Linked DNA regions of Triticum aestivum: region 1 is linked to region 2. The links are chromatin contacts, called in public Hi-C maps. All regions are on one chromosome and are shown on one strand. The core of a region is the stretch at or near the end of the contact, and the rest is flanking DNA. Distances in the headings are between cores, read along the strand shown. Region 1 holds the start of LOC543074 (two pore calcium channel protein 1-like). Region 2 holds the start of LOC123070582 (30S ribosomal protein S20, chloroplastic).

The links. A called contact is a pair of places that touch in the nucleus more often than the background predicts.
Region 1: a Hi-C map of leaf shows a contact between it and region 2, with 4 times the contacts expected there. The contact joins the promoter of LOC543074 here to the promoter of LOC123070582 in region 2. A contact is called at or near these places in 2 of 5 Hi-C or Micro-C datasets (both in leaf).

Annotation. Positions count from the first base shown.
Region 1 is chr3B:500,591,181-500,593,920 of IWGSC CS RefSeq v2.1, forward strand. It overlaps LOC543074 (two pore calcium channel protein 1-like), which reads left to right and starts at 1,445. Exons shown (of 24, transcript NM_001405507.1): 1 at 1,445-1,895; 2 at 2,623-2,740. The coding sequence starts at 1,716.
Region 2 is chr3B:500,438,467-500,441,500 of IWGSC CS RefSeq v2.1, forward strand. It overlaps LOC123070582 (30S ribosomal protein S20, chloroplastic), which reads right to left and starts at 1,549. Exons shown (of 3, transcript XM_044493843.1): 1 at 1,262-1,549; 2 at 996-1,180; 3 at 1-261. The coding sequence starts at 1,406. The coding sequence ends at 25.

The DNA of each region.
Region 1 (2,740 bases), core at 195-2,694, 150 kb after region 2:
CTTTTCGTTTACTGAGATCATTAATACGCAACATGTATGCAAGAAAACTGTGTGGAGGAAGTAGCTAGTGTCATAATGACTGCAAGCATGCAAGTAGTACTCCCTCCGTCTAGGTGTGTAAGTCATCTTACGAAAACCAAATAATCCCAAAACACTTCGGCGCGGTGCATTAACTTCTACCTTGTTTCTTGTTTCTTCACATATCAACCAATAAGAGACGAAGGGTGTGCATGCTTTTAATGACTTGAGACTACCAAATACGACATGTAGTGGTTAGTTCATTGCATGCAATGCTATTAATTAGCAAATAAACATTAAGGTCTCTCATTTTCCCCTCCTCCTTGGTCACGGTGCACAACCTAAGATGACTTACTCACTAAGCATGGGCTTCAGGATAGATCCTCAGCTTGTTACACGTGCCTGCAGGAAGAGGACAATGCTGAGCATATTTTGATCCAGTGTGTGTACGCTAGGGAAGTTTGGCATGAGGGTCTCCAAGCCCTCAACTTGCAGGTCACGAGGCCAACTGAGAACGACAATTTGCTGGATTGGTGGCTGTTAGCGAGGAAGGGGAGTGTCAAGGCTAACAAACGGGCTTTTGAAACATTTTTGATTGTGGTGACATGGGCCCTGTGGAAACAAAGGAATGCTCGAGTTTTTAATAGAAGAAGCCAATAAAGATCCCCGAGTGAATTGGTAGACGCGAGTCTTCGTGAGCTGCACGAGTGGATTGAGGCCGGAGTTGGAGGTGTTGGGTTGTCACGTTTCGTGAGAGAGTAGGCTTAGGATCTTAGGTGTGGGTTGTTTCCGGGTGTTGCCGAGAATGAATGTGTGCATCCATTCGTAAGGCATCTCTTGTAAATCTTATTCTCTTTTCTATAAAAATATGGTACGCTATTGACGTACTCTCAAAAAAAAAACCTAGACGGAGGGAATAGACAAGTTGCTAGCATGAGAAAATATCATTAATTCTTTCCTTGAATACTGTTGGTGGCCTTATATTGATCCAAAACGCATATTTCATAGTGGTCTTGTATAAGTAAATGTAGGGAGTAACAAAATTGTATCATGGCGCTCATAAGTACACACATAATCATGACAGATCATAAGTACAAACATAATCATGACAACACAAATTCAACCTCACGCTTCTTGGTCGGAATCTTAAGATTCGTAGCAATGCTGTCTGCCCACTGCTTAAGAATTTTTTGCACACCTGTACCAGCCACGTCAGCACGAGAACGGGCGTATTCGCAAAAAAAAAAAAGAAGCACGAGAACGGGCATGCAAATTCTTTTCGACGATAATGCCCCGCAGACATCACCCATCCGAACCCCAGCTGTGCCGAAAGCTACCCCCGCGCATACGTCCTGTACGACCGTCCACTGTCAAAGCCAAACACCAAACACCGGCGTCCACCAATACCGGGCGCTGGTGCCCCGTCTCCCTGTCCGCTGTCGGTCCACGCGCTAATCCCAACGGGATTACGGGCGACCTGTGCTTCGTATGCGGCCAGTCGAGATGGCCGCAACGTGGTCGACTACTACCTCAACACGATCCGTTCCGGTTGCTTCTAATCCCATATTCCCATTTCCACACAACACCTGTTTAAACTAATCCACTTCCGCCTCCGCCTCCGCTTCGGGCTCCACTTCCGCTCGTAGCTTCAGCCTTCAGATCTCCGGTTGCATCTCAGTCTAGCCAGGGGGGGAGAGATGAGCGAAGCGGAGGCGCCTCTCATCACCGAGGAGGCGGCGGAGCGCGGCTTGGCGTCCTCCGGCAGTCGCCGCCTCAGCGACGGGGGCGGCGAGCAGGGCTCTAGGAAGTACCGCAGGCGGTCGGACGCGCTAGCCTATGGCGACCGTTACCAGAAGGCGGCCGCTCTCGTCGACCTCGTCGGTTCCCACTCCACCTCTCTTTGCCCCTCTCTCTCTCGCTCGCTCCGCTGGTCCTCTGCTCCACTTTGCTCTGTTTCTCTGAGCGAACAGCTACGCTGTTTGCTGTAGACTGCAACTGGGAATTCAGATGCTCGAGCCTCCAGGGGCTTTGTGCTGTTGGTTGTTGTGGCTGGCGACTGTGAGTGAGGTGGCGTAGGAATGGTGTTTGATGGATTGTCGGCTAGCATGCTGATTTGGTGCCAAAGTCTACGTGGCCGGGGAGATGGTTAGGAAGCAGAGGTGCTGCTTGATATTTTCTTTTTCTTTTTTGGTTTAGTCTCGGCTAGTTTGTGAGTGTTAGATGCTTATTGTCTATCTGATGAAGTGCCAAAAAAATGTTAAGAATTGATCTAATATTTTACATTATGGAATTTGACATTGTATTTGAACTTATACAATAAAATAATGTTAGTCCTATTTCATAGACATCCTTACACCAAGGGCCTTACAGTATAAGTCCCATTTCGTCTTGCAAGGAAATCAGGGTAACTGAATCTTCCCCTGAAAGCTAGGATGCACTTATCAGACTATGTTGCATAACCTTTCTTTCGGAAAATATTTGTTGGAGCTTCTAATTAGTAGTCTAATTAGTAGTTACAATTATTTGTCGAATCTTCCCCTGAATTCTTTTTGCATCTTTTGACTTACTTGAATGTCTAGTTAGTAGTTACAATTATTTTGGCAGGCAGAAGATGGTGTTGGCATCCCTGAGGATGTCTTGAATGATACGAGGTTCGGGAGGGCAATGAGTTTCTATTTTGTGTATCTCCGGTTGGACTGGCTGTGGTCACTTAACCTGTTTG
Region 2 (3,034 bases), core at 299-2,798:
TTACGATGATGACTCCCCCAGAAACTAGGCAGCTGCAGCAGGTTCAGCATTCGGAACATACCAACCACGGATTATCTCAATGGCCTTCTTCCTCCTTGCAAGCCTGGACTTGCGATGATCTCCAGTATTCCTGTGCATGGCGCCAACCTTCACTGTCTTGTCGATGGCTTTGTATGCCTCGGAGATCATTTTCTCTATTTCAATGATTTCTTCAGGTTGGGCATCGGCTTTCTTCCTAAGCTTTTCAAGGGCTCTGAAAACCTAATCAAAGAGTAAAAGCTTAGGGCATTTGGTCTCAATATAAAAGAAAACTTCTGGGATTGATTGCTAAATTAAAAAAACTGAATGTTTTGTACAAATGAAACCATCTTCATACCAATAACCAGTACTCCCCTCCGTCCGGAATTAGTTGACGCTCAAATGGATGTATCTAGACATATTTCAGTGCTAGATACATCCGTTTGAGTGCCAACTAATTCAGGATGGAGTTTATATGACATTTGATTTACTAAAATAACACATAACACCTATTATTCAGATGAAGTACGCCACGGAAACTAAATTTGGTGGTTTGTTACTTCTGTCCCCTTCTTCGGATGTTTTGTGGGCAATATTCCGATAATAAATCCACTTGCAATATCTAATTAATCACTCGCCTTGTACAATCAAATTTAATCCGTTTGTTGGTTAATACTACATCAAATCCATCTACATTGACAATAAGGCATGTCAGAATAACAGAATGCAACTCCAAAATGTATTTCAAGTGGAGAAACCAACACACATTTTACAAATTCTTAAACTCCGTTAATTTGCAGTATAGAGTCTACTCTACTCCCCAACCCTCAAAATTCCCCAAAACACAGCAACAAGTGCTTATCTCAAAGCACCTATTCCCCATTTTCACCAAGGCACGCAGTGCCAATTGAGTATTTTAGTGGCAAAACTTGAAAGATGGAGAAAGGGATACGCCCGCCGTTAGGCATTGTATATACCTTCTTCATCCGGGTGCGCATCTCGGCCTTGCGTGCATGGTTGCGAATGCGGTGTCTGTCATTCTGACGCTCCCTCTTCTTGACCGAGTCCGCCTGCCTTCCAGTCTTGGGCGGCTCGGCGGCGCACACCACCTGCAGCCCCCTCCTCCTAAACCTTCCGGTCGACGCCGAGGCTCCGAACCCACCTGACGAAAGCATTCTCGGTCACTGATGAATAAACATAATTTTCTTGAGGAAACTCGAGCGGGGGAAGGGAAGTGCGGTACCGATGGGGAAGGCGGCGTAGGAGGTCGACAGGCGGGCCTGTGGGGCGAGGGCGCGGAGGGAGAGGGAGGCGGGTGCCCGGGAAGGGGAGGGGAGGGAGGCCGAGAGGGAAGAGAGGGAGAGGAGCGGGGAGGTGGCGGTGGCCATGGCTGGAGACCAGGATGGGAGGAGTTCGAGCTGCAGCCCCGTCCTGTGTCAGTGCCGATGATGTTATCTTATCCGGGGAAGTAGTAGGTTTGCTCCCACTGTGGGGCTGAAGGCGGGAAACCGATTTACGCCTACTTTGCACTAAGACGGGGACTGAAGTTAATAATGTCTTCCACAAGGGTGTCTTCAAGCCCATCCCCGAAACGGGCATTGTACTTATCTGTGAATCCGATCCACAGACAGTGATACGGACGTTGGTCATCCAACCATGGCCTCTAAACATCGCCTCTGTTGTTAAGAGCCCGCAAACTCAAACAATAGCATCTCAAACCTTCATGAGTGGAAATATTTAAATGCGACAGTGGTTATACTTTAAATATTATAATCCAACTAAGTTTTCAAATTAAATAGTTCAAACTTGAATTCAACTTTCATATGTTCTAGTTGTCCTCTTTAACCGCCTATAGATGCTCAATCAAATCTTCCTTGAACTGCTCATAAATTGCTCGATGCCGAATTTGTTGATGTATCTAAACAAACTTATCAAACATGACCGGATTTTGATGTGGAAGTTGGATAGGATCACCCATGTTCTCAAATTCCAGACCCCCGGCAACATCTGCGCCCTCATCCTCCACAATCATGTCATGCATGATCATATAACATGTCATCATCTCCCCTGAAGATCTCCGGGTCCCATTGTTTAGCAGGTCCACGAACAACTGCAAAACGGACGTGGAGCACTCCAAATGCCTTCGCCACATTCTTTCTAGCTCCTTATTATCTTTGGTTAAAGTGAGCTCTTTTTTGACCAACGTCTCAGAGATGGTCTTAACGAATGTAGTCCATGGAGGATAGATATCATCAACCAGATAGTAGTCAATGTTCTACTGATGCACATTAACAGTGTAGTTGCTAGGAGGAGGTTGTCCTTCTGATCAACCTAGCAAACATGGAGGCCGCTGCCAAATCCAGTGGTCATGTGATGACCCTTGATCGATCCCTTGAAACCGAGAACATGCTCTTCCGCACACCTCGCGTCTGGAAGGACCGCCTGCATCATCGATGTTTCATCCGTATAATCCTCCTCGTCGGACGACTCAACACAGTGCTCGTACATGTATTCCATGTCCGAATCCATTGCTTCAAAGAAGGGACAAAAAAATTGCACGAGCATTTCACCAAACACTTGCCGGGCGTGGTGACCCCTGCACTGGCAGATGGTACCTGCTCGGTGGATGGACGAGAGGTGTGGACTAATAGCGTGGCGACCGAGTGGAGCGGTGGAGGTCACGAAGGTCCGACAAGGGCTTGGCGGGCGACCGGGGTGGTACAACAGCATCAAAGGAGAGGGAGGAACCAGATGCAGAGAAGGGGACATGGGTAGACACGCGGGGTCCTCATGTGGTTTTGGGTGGGCCGTGGGCGTCAGAGTCTTACATCACGGTGGTCCACACTCTCGTAAAGCCCCCCCCCCCCTAATTTGCTTCTGGTTTGCGAGAAAACGAACACTCAAACTAGTCTGCAGACCAATGCGAGATGGCGTTGGATGGCAAACTGCATCCAGACAATGCGGTTCACACACTTGCTAGCGATTTGAGGGTTTGCATTGGAGATGCCTGTCGGTG